2 separate regions of the Mus musculus genome follow, and region 1 is linked to region 2. A link is a contact called in public HiChIP or PLAC-seq data. All regions are on one chromosome and are shown on one strand. The core of a region is the stretch at or near the end of the contact, and the rest is flanking DNA. Distances in the headings are between cores, read along the strand shown. Region 1 has its middle 3.2 kb from the start of Gm32673. Region 2 holds the start of Tapbpl (TAP binding protein-like).

What was found. HiChIP or PLAC-seq counts read pairs in DNA pulled down with a chosen protein or histone mark.
Region 1: a contact with region 2 is called in an HNF4G HiChIP or PLAC-seq map of pancreatic cancer cells. The contact joins the enhancer-like site here to the promoter of Tapbpl in region 2. A contact is called at or near these places in 2 of 39 promoter capture datasets (embryonic stem cells and neutrophils), 3 of 115 datasets of contacts at active chromatin or transcription factors (embryonic stem cells, memory CD8 T cells and pancreatic cancer cells) and 2 of 9 other capture datasets (adipose tissue and liver).

The regions. Positions count from the first base shown.
Region 1 is chr6:125,425,236-125,430,250 of GRCm38.p6, reverse strand. No RefSeq gene overlaps it. Among named protein-coding and RNA genes, the nearest start is that of Gm32673, 3.2 kb to the left of the region's middle. Within about 2 kb of position 3,655, at least 357 of the 459 cell types and tissues checked have an H3K27ac peak or open chromatin away from gene starts, as enhancers often do. A contact at or near this core is called in adipose tissue, embryonic stem cells, liver and 3 more, where this site is marked.
Region 2 is chr6:125,228,984-125,234,144 of GRCm38.p6, reverse strand. Tapbpl (TAP binding protein-like) reads left to right here and starts at 2,285. Exons shown (of 7, transcript NM_145391.2): 1 at 2,285-2,611; 2 at 3,348-3,590; 3 at 3,728-4,000. The coding sequence starts at 2,548. It overlaps Cd27 (CD27 antigen), which reads left to right. Exons shown (of 6, transcript NM_001033126.2): 5 at 384-503; 6 at 714-1,523. The coding sequence ends at 835. It overlaps E130112N10Rik (RIKEN cDNA E130112N10 gene), which reads right to left and starts at 2,876. Exons shown (of 2, transcript NR_015604.3): 1 at 2,791-2,876.

The DNA.
Region 1 (5,015 bases), core at 2,406-4,905, 190 kb before region 2:
TATTTATTTGGTTTTTCAAGACAGGGTTTCTCTGTGTAGCCCTGGCTGTCCTGGAACTCACTTTGTAGACCAGGCTGGCTTTAAACTCAGAAATCTGCCTGCCTCTGCCTCCCGAGTGCTGGGACTAAAGGCGTGCACCACCACACCAGGCTTTCTTTCTTTTTTTTTTTTTTATTGTTAAGAATATTTATTTTGATAGTCTATCATAAGTCAGTCCAGGCTCCACTCTGCCACAGGCGTGTTGAAATGATGTCTCCCTCCGGCTACTTTCTTCTCCAGCGGGACTATGCACCTCCCATGTTGGATTGCATCCAAATCCAGATGACCAAACAGTCCTGTATTCCCAAAGTAGGCTTAGCCACTTACCAGGGGCATATCTGTAAACAGACTCTCCTCTCTCAGAAGCTACCAGTTGCCAAGATCAGGCACTCCAGGATCTTCACCCCTCCGAAGTCTCAGATAAATCAAGAGAGGACTCAAGCCCCAGCAGAGGCAAACTGGCTGCCCTGGAAGACCTGCTGCAGCCTCTGGCTTCTTCAGCTCAGCTTCACCATGGCGATGACCAGAGGAATGAGGATCCCCCACCTTCATAACTACTTCTAATATTGCAGAAAGGAGGGCTGGCGAGAGAGCTCAGCAGATAAGAGGATCCATTGCTCTTCCAGACGACCTGGGTTTGATAACCACCACATGCATGCATGACAACTCACTACTGTAACTACATTTCCAGAGGGTCCAATGCCCTCCTCTAGCCTCTGTGGGCACATGACATGCATGTGGTGCACAGGCAAAGCACCCATATGCATGAAATAAAATAAATACATCTTTAAAAATTCTAACTGCAGAAAAATAAATTTAAAGAAATGATGATGATGGTGATGATGGTGGTGATGGTGATGATGGTGATGGTGGTGATGATGGTGATGATGGTGATGGTGGTGATGGTGGTGATGATGGTGATGATGGTGATGATGGAAGGGCAGCTGTGCCACCACTGATTGTAGCAACAACATTGAGATGCACTCGTGTCAAATGGGCTGCTTAATCTGTGTTAAGCATGACCCCCAAGAGATTCAGGCCCACTCTGCTGACAGATAATCGGGGCACCTTATCAAAAGCATCTAACCCTACACTGCAGGTGTGGTGCTTGACGCCTGCAGAAGGGGATATTGGTAGCCAGAGACCAGGGTGATGGAGACGGCCAACAAGGAGAAAGAGAAGCACTCCAGAAGTCTCTTCAGGCACCCAGGGACAGCAGGCAGGGACAGAGGGGGAAAGTTTCTGACTGGAAAAATCAATCGTTCCTCCTTCCAGGGTCAAATTTAACTGTGTTTCTCATACACCCTAAAGGGGAAAACACTTAGAGTACATTTCTAGACCACTACCACACCCCAGACCCCTTACATCCCACCCTGAAATATTTGAGGTCTCAATGCTAAAGGCAGGGGTCTAAGGAAAAAGCCTCTAGTCTCAGTCTTTCTCAACCTTTCCTTCTCTTTTCTTCTTTTTCCTCCTTCCCCCTCCTCCTCTTCTACCCTTCCTCCTCCACCCCTCCTCATCTTGTCCTCCTCCTCCACCCCTCCTCATCTCCTCCTCCTCCTCCACCCCTCCTCATCTCCTCCTCCTCCTCCTCCACCCCTCCTCATCTCCTCCTCCTCCACCCCTCATCTCCTCCTCCACCCCTTCTCATCTCCTCCTCCTCCTCCACCCCTCCTCATCTCCTCCTCCTCCTCCACCCCTCCTCATCTCCTCCTCCTCCTCCTCCACCCCTCCTCATCTCCTCCTCCTCCTCCACCCCTCCTCATCTCCTCCTCCTCCACCCCTCCTCATCTCCTCCTCCACCCCTCCTCATCTCCTCCTCCACCCCTCCTCATCTCCTCCTCCTCCACCCCTCCTCATCTCCTCCTCCTCCACCCCTCTTCATCTCCTCCTCCTCCACCCCTCCTCATCTCCTCCTCCTCCACCCCTCCTCATCTCCTCCTCCTCCTCCACCCCTCCTCATCTCCTCCTCCTCCACCCCTCCTCATCTCCTCCTCCTCCACCCCTCCTCATCTCCTCCTCCTCCTCCACCCCTCCTCATCTCCTCCTCCTCCACCCCTCCTCATCTCCTCCTCCTCCACCCCTCCTCATCTCCTCCTCCTCCTCCACCCCTCCTCATCTCCTCCTCCTCCTCCTCCCCTTCCCCTCCCCCCTTCCCCCCCTCCAAACAAAGTCTCATGTATCCTGGGTGGACTTTCAGCTCAGCACATAGCTGAGAAGAGTCCTGAACTCCTGATGTTGTGGGGTATCCACCAGAGAAGACTGCCTGGGCATGGGTTTAAGCCAATAGAATCTTCATTAGCTGGCACATGGCTACACAGGCATTCAGGATCCCATAGTGTAGCCCCAAGTCTCTGTCGGGGTGAGCTTTTAAGCACACACACACACACACACACACACACACACACACACACACACACACTTGTCCTGGGTTGACACACTTCAGTTAGCAAGAACAGTTAGCCAGAAGCAGAACTACAGCCACCCAAAAGCCGGGTGAGCACATTTAGAGACGTTCCCATGACTATGGACTTTGATGGATTAGGTCTTTGTTTACGGTTTTGGCAGGTGATGCTGTCTACGTGCTGAGTGAATGGCTCTTCCAATATGGAGTCAGTTATGCTACAGTCTGGAGCCTGTTACACTGGCCCTCCTGATTCTACCACCCAATTGCTTGGTTTACAGACAGACATCACACCCACTCAAAAGTTACTCTCTGAGCTCAGACTTCCTCAGCTACCATATGGGAACAATAATAGTACGTATGCCCCAGTGTCCTGTGAAAACTGTCTGAGATAATTAATTCCTGTAGAGCCACTGGGACAACAGCTAGTTTACAGGAGGTGCCCTGTAAAGTACATGTGTATACATGCACAGAGATCTATATGATTCATGTATTTTAATTATAACTTTCTATCTAAAAGTATACATATATAATAATATGGACATTACTATATATATACAATGTTAGGTGTTCTGTGCTAGACATTACTTCCAAGTTCCTCTTGAGTGGGAGGCCGATAGCTCCTGGGCATCTGGGAGTTACCTCTTCCCAGGGATGGTGACTCATTGGGAGGCCCTCCCAGAATCAACCAAATCTTCCAATTTACCATCCACACTGGCTGAGCTAGTCTCAAGCCCTGTTCTAAATCTGTAGCTAGAAGCCAAGGGAAAGGGCTAGGGGCATGGGAGCGCGGGGGTGGGGGTGGGGGGGTGGGGGTGGGGGTGGGGTGTCTGTTCTTTCTGACTTTAAGCAGAGGGAGAACACTCTTGGGGATCCAGAGGAACTGGCCAGGCTCCATGGCTCCCCAAGTGGAGAATAGTGGCAAATTTTCCTCCGTGATGTCCCTCCTGCTGCCCAGTCCTAGCACATCCCATGCCAGCCCCGGGGCCCTGAAGCCCTGGAACTTGGGCAGGGAAGCAATCCCTGGCCCTGTGGAGAGAGGGGTCACACGCCCGCGGGAAGCCCACCACTCCAGAGGGCTGGCCATATTGCCCCCAGGCAGCAAGGAAGGCCTGAGCTCCTGCAGAGCTGCAGGTCCATACCAGAGGGTGACTCGGGCGGGAGCCCGCGGGCAGGGCGCGGCCGAGCGGGCAGCAGGACCCAATGGACGCCGGAAGCCTCGGAGGCTGACTCATCCTCCTGCCTCCGACAGTCACCGCAGCTTCCACGGCCACACAGAGCGCCCCAAAGGGGATGCGCCCCCTGGAGGCCACATCAGAAAGCGCAACCTGGGACCCTGGTTCCAAGTTAGATCTCTATTTAGATAAATTTGAGGTTCAAAGGAAGGAGGCAAGCACAAACACTTCCTTATCAGTTGGTTTTCATCTCTTTCGAGCCCTCTGTGGAGGCGTGACACCAAATATGAGCATGTGAGCACCTAGTAGGCTCACAATTCGGGCGCAAGTGGATTGCTGGCCTGGTCCCAACCTAATGCAGCCTAATTGTCACCCCTCAGACTCATTTCTCCTTTTGGTCTTAAGACAGCAGAGAATTCATTGACAAACCAGTGACACCCCCCCCCCCCAGCTGATGAAAATGGACAACGTTTACCCAATACCATTGTGCAGAGAGTTTGCATACGTTATTTAATGCCCTTAATCTCTAAAGGAAGTAGATATTATTACCCTGCCTGTTTTCAGGAACTAAATGAAGATTTAAGCGATGGCACTACCGCTATTTGTAGTTTGTTTCTTGGTTTATGGTGGATTTTTTTATGTTATTGTTGTTGTTATTTTTGAGACAGGGTTTCTCTGTGTGACAGCCCTGCTGAAATGGAACTTGCTTTGTAGACCAGGCTGGCCTTGAACTCACAGAGATCACAGTGCTGGGTAAAGGAGTGAGTCACCATGCCCAGTACACACTCAGTTGTGTAAGCAACACTTTCATTTAATTCCACAATAATGTGGAGTGTAGGGATCATTTCCCACGGACAGGTCAGCTAACAGGAAATGAAGGTTCGTTTCTCAAGGTCTTACAGCTCCAATTCTCAGATATAAATCCCTCATTTCTTTCCAACTCCGTGGTCCCCTCCATTCCATCCCACCTCGGCCCTCCCTTGAGGAATAAAAGTGACTCACTCAACCCCACCTGTAGGCTCCAGCAGCTATGAGTCACTAACCCACCCTTTGGGTAGCAGTGACATCCATAACAAACCTAAGCACCTCCCACTTCCCTAGCCCCACCCCCTCCACCCACCCCACTGGCCCCTAGGAAGCGAGAGGCTGGTGAGTGGTTTCTGGTTTCCCACACACTGTCTTTTCAGTGCCCAGGAGGGTGACTGTCTTGAGATTCAATGACCGGTTTGAGCTCCTGTACACGCAAGGAGCCCAGATGTCCTAAACAACCGTCGTAGGCATAGCGGGGAAACCTATGATCGCACCACCACAGAGTAGCCTGAGGCAGGATTGCAGATGCTAAAGCAGCATAAACTACACAGCAAAGAGCCTGGATTACTGAGCTTGCCTGCAGGAGA
Region 2 (5,161 bases), core at 1,036-3,535:
TTGGGGAGAAAGTTCGGTGGATAACTTGCTATACAAGGGTGACATAATACCCAGGGCCACAGGGAAAACCAAGCAGAGTATGGAAGCTCGTATCTGTAGCCCTCACATTCAGAGGCAGAGGCAGAGCCAGCAGAGCTCAAACCAGCAAGCTTCCAGGTCAGGGAGGAATCCTGTCTCAAGGGACTAAACTAGACTCCGAGAAAGACACAGAGACAGACAGAGCTGGAGGCAAAGGAGGGGGAAGCAGACTCTAGTTAGAGATTAGGAGAGAAAGGACTGGTCCAACAGGGGCAGGGTTACTCAGGAAAAGGACAGACAGACAGGGCTAAGGGTCCAGGGTGAGATGCCCCTCCAAAGCCTCGGTGTGCTCTTGCCCGTCACAGCCCATAGACCCCTGTGCAGCTCGGACTGCATCCGGATCTTTGTGACCTTCTCCAGCATGTTTCTTATCTTCGTCCTGGGTGCAATCTTGTTCTTCCATCAAAGAAGAAACCACGGGCCAAGTAAGACACAGGCCTTCCCTCCTGTCTCTCAGCTGTGCTACCCACACCTAAAGCCCCCACACCTACTCCACCCACCTACTCTGGCTCCTCAAGTGTCCTTCCCCCAGACTCCCCAAGCCCCCCAGCTCTCAGCCCTCCACTTGGGCTTTTCTCCTCTTTTCTCCCCTTCACCTTTCTTCTCTCCACTGCTGACCGATTGTGTTTGCACAGATGAAGACCGGCAGGCAGTGCCTGAAGAGCCTTGTCCTTACAGCTGCCCCAGGGAAGAGGAGGGCAGTGCTATCCCTATCCAGGAGGACTACCGGAAACCCGAGCCTGCTTTCTACCCTTGACCGGGTGCTGGTGGGGCCCTTTCTGACGAGGGGCCATCCACAGAGACCTCAATGGTGGCCTGCTCCCCTGTCATGGTCATCAGAACCCTTTCCTGTGAATACTCAACAAACTGCCCTTCTGAGACCAACAGGGACAAGAGCAGGATCCCAGTGTGTGGCCCAGCAAGCTGGGGAGACTCAGGCTCTAGCTATAAAGCACACTTACTCTAAGTGAAACCGTCCAGCTGACAAAACTACATGCCAGGGGTGGAAATGGCTCACCAAGGGCTCCAGAGGGGGCTTGGCAGTGAGGAGCACGAAGTGTTCCTCCAGAGGACCAGAGTTTGATTCCCAGCACTGTCAAATGGATCGAAACCAGCTGTAACTCTACTTTCAGAGGGTCTGACACCTTTGACCTCCTCTGGCATCTACAAACACAGGACGGACACACACACACACACACACACACACACACACACACACACGATTAAAAATAATAATTTTTTTTAAAAAAATGGAATGAGCCACCGGCAGGTGCCCTGGTACCAGAAGGACTGACTGCCGTGAGAGACACTATCTACAGACACACAGACTTCCTGGCCTTGGTTCTGTCTTCTCTGTAAGTTGTGACAGTGCTGTGGGAAAGCTGAGGCTGAGACTTTCTCTCAGTTGAGCTAAAACTATAAATAAATTCATTTGTCTACTTCTATACACATTGTCCCTTCTCTCTGTGCAGGCAAACACTGGAACCCGGAGCCAAGCCTTACGGCCCAGGGACTCTAGTAACAAGCCAGCTATGGACACTCTCCATGTGCTATTCCCCTTCCTACAGAATGAGGGTAGGGGAACAAGAGGAGGAGGAGGAAGAAGAAAAAAAAGAAGGGACAGTGAACTAGGAAGAAGGATAGTGTAAATGCTAACTTCAAATACGCACACCTACAACTGAAACAAACAAACAAACAATCCCTCAGTGTGGCCCTGAGCTTGTAATTCAAGGGGTTAAGTGGTGTGACAAGGGCGGGGCTTGGAGTAGAGACAGCAGGAGATCACTGCTGTGCTTGTTGGCTACCAAACAATTCCAGGTTCAGAAAGAGACCCTGTCTCTGAAGAATAAGGTGGGGTAATAGAGCAAGACACCCAGTGCCCTCACCGAGCCTCCACACACAGGCAGGGCTGGGCATACTCACCCACACAAGTGTATACACCGCATATACACAAATACAAGTTAAAAGTGAGACTTCACATAGCTGTCCAGCCTCCTAAAATTCCAATCCTAGAACTAGGCCACACCCCATCTCGTCTGTTCGATCACAGATCTGAACAGGGAGTTGTCACCAGGGCAGACCCAAAGGATTTAACATGGACTGAAAGGAAGAAGGGTCCAGAGTACCGGGGAATCTATCTTCTGGCTCCACCCCCTCTCCAGCCCTCTCATAGTTGGGGCTGATGGGAAAGCTGATGTGGTGATACCAGGTTTTGAAATCACCTGGGGATTTCTTGGGTGCGGGGTGGACCTTAGGGAGAACAGAAAGCAGAGCTGGCTGCAGCCATTACTGGCCTCGGGCGGGCGGCCACAGAGGCAGTTGAAGTGAAAGTGAAAGAGAAACGATAAGAGAACGGAGACCACAGGTGCTAAGTGAGGGTGCTCACAGAACCCCCTCTTCAGCCAGAGATCACTAGCAGGGGAACTGTGGAGAAGGCAGCCAGCAAGGAAGAGCCTGAGAGTAGCCTCCATGGGCTTGGAGCCCAGCTGGTATCTGCTGCTCTGTTTGGCTGTCTCTGGGGCAGCAGGGACTGGTGAGTGCGGAGACCAGGCTGGGGCCTGGGGGACTGGGGGGGAGGAAGCGCCAAGCTAAAGGAGCCCCAGGAAGCCACCTTCTCAGAACAGCACCAGCTTGTCTGCTAAGCCCAGCAAATGAGTGCGGCACTCACAACATGCGGAACCAGTTTGGAGAGGGGTACGGCAGAGAACTCACAGAAAAGGGGGGCTTCCTCGATGGGAAGGCAGGGTGTTAGCATTCTGTGGGACAGCTCACTGCCCTGAGTTGAATCCTTAGAAGAGGAAGGGGCTCCCCAGGCTAAGAAATCATTGGGTTGGTGACTCCTGGTGGGCGTGGCTATGGCAGAAAGCAGAGGCCTCTGGGAAAGTTGGGTGATGAGAAAAAGGTTGTCAATGTCCCTAGGAACAGCAGTGTCTTGGCTCCTCTCCCCTGTGGCAGTATTTCTTATTCCTTTTTTTTTTTTTTTTTTTTAACCTGAGAATTCCTTTCCAGAAATTCCCTTGCATCCCACAGCTGAGACTCAGAAATACAAAGCATAAACCCCTCTGGCTTTGATCAGGACAGATCTAGGACTTGAAATAACTCACAGAGCCGCTGCCTGAGTAGCAGGTGCCTCAGCAGAAGCTGGGTTTATAGATGACACCAGGACAGCGGGGCTCAGAAGGCACCTTTACCTGCTGCTCAGCCCGGGGCTTGGTGAAGGGGTGGGAAGAGTGTGGAGGACGAGGGTGCTTGTTCCACTTTCCCTGCAGACCCTCCCACAGCGCCCACCACAGCAGAAAGACAGCGGCAGCCCACGGACATCATCTTAGACTGCTTCTTGGTGACAGAAGACAGGCACCGCGGGGCTTTTGCCAGCAGTGGGGACAGGGAGAGGGCCTTGCTTGTGCTGAAGCAGGTACCAGTGCTGGATGATGGCTCCCTGGAAGGCATCACAGATTTCCAGGGGAGCACTGAGACCAAACAGGATTCACCTGTTATCTTTGAGGCCTCAGGTAAAATCTCCCCATCCTAGGCTTCCTCCACAGGAACAGCCCCGTTCCCAGTTCTATCTACCCACGCCTGCCCCCCCCCCCCCCCGGTCTGGCGTTGTCCATCCAACATTACTTCTGTATGCTGCCCTTCTCCCCAGTGGACTTGGTACAGATTCCCCAGGCAGAGGCGTTGCTCCATGCTGACTGCAGCGGGAAGGCAGTGACCTGCGAGATCTCCAAGTATTTCCTCCAGGCCAGACAAGAGGCCACTTTTGAGAAAGCACATTGGTTCATCAGCAACATGCAGGTTTCTAGAGGTGGCCCCAGTGTCTCCATGGTGATGAAGACTCTAAGAGATGCTGAAGTTGGAGCTGTCCGGCACCCTACACTGAACCTACCTCTGAGTGCCCAGGGCACAGTGAAGACTCAAGGTGAGAAAACAAAATGCAGTGGCACAGGAACATTTTGTATTATTGTGTGTGTGTGTGTGTGTGCGCGTCCATGCGCACATACGTGTGCACATGCCACAGCACATAGGTAGAGATCAGAGGACAGCTTATAGAACCTACCATGTGGTTTCCAGGGATTGAACTAGTTCACTATGCTTGGCAGCAAGCACTTTATGCACTATGCCATCTCAATAGCCCCAAGATAGTTTTTTGGTTTTTTGGTTTTGGTTTTTTTTTTTTTTTGGGGGGGGGGTTGTTGTTTTTTTAATTTGTTTTTTGTTTGTTTGGTTGGTTTGTTGGTTGGTATTTTGTTTTCTTTTGTGGTTAGAGATGGGATAGAAGGAAGAAAACAAATATCCCACAGGTCCTCCTGAGGTACCCATAGAGCTTCATCTTTTCTTTCTAAAATATCCTGAGTCAAGAAGAGGGGATGCTAGGAGATCCTTATTCGAGCAAGCATCAAAACATAATAATCATCAGGTATTTTCTCCAAAGTGGGGAAGCAACACATGAGGACACTGTAGCTACACATGTCACTACACTCTTATTTAGCCAAACTCATGTTTCCTCCCAGGGAGAGGGAGTCTGGTCTGGTGCTTCATGGCAATTACAGCAGAGCACAGGGAGAAAGAAGTGCTCAGTAGCTCTTACTAGTGAGCCCATTCCTCATTCTCTCCCACTTAGTACCTCCTACCAGGTTCAAAACCAAGAGGAAACATATTGACAGGCACCTGGAGAGTCCAGTTCATTATTTTGCCTCCAAAAAGGAGAAAATCAAGTCCACAGAAGATGACGATGAGGGGGCCCCTCTCCTATCCCTGCAAACCCCTAAAACATTAGCCTTTAGTATTATGTTGTCCCATACTGAGGATAGAACCTAGAGCCTTGTGCTAAACACGAGCTCTACTACTAAACTACAGCTTCAATTCCTTTTTCAGTTTTATTGTGAAACAGGGGTCTCACCCAGATGCCCTGGCAGGCCTGGAAACTTGTGATTCTGTCATGCCTCCTTAGTAGCTGATGGTACAGGCATATACTACCACACCCTCCGGCTCTACAGTCCTTTCTGAATGTGCCTTGCCACATCAGAAAAGATGTTCAGCATCTCCTATCCTTGGCCATGGGTAGTTTAGTGCTTCTCCC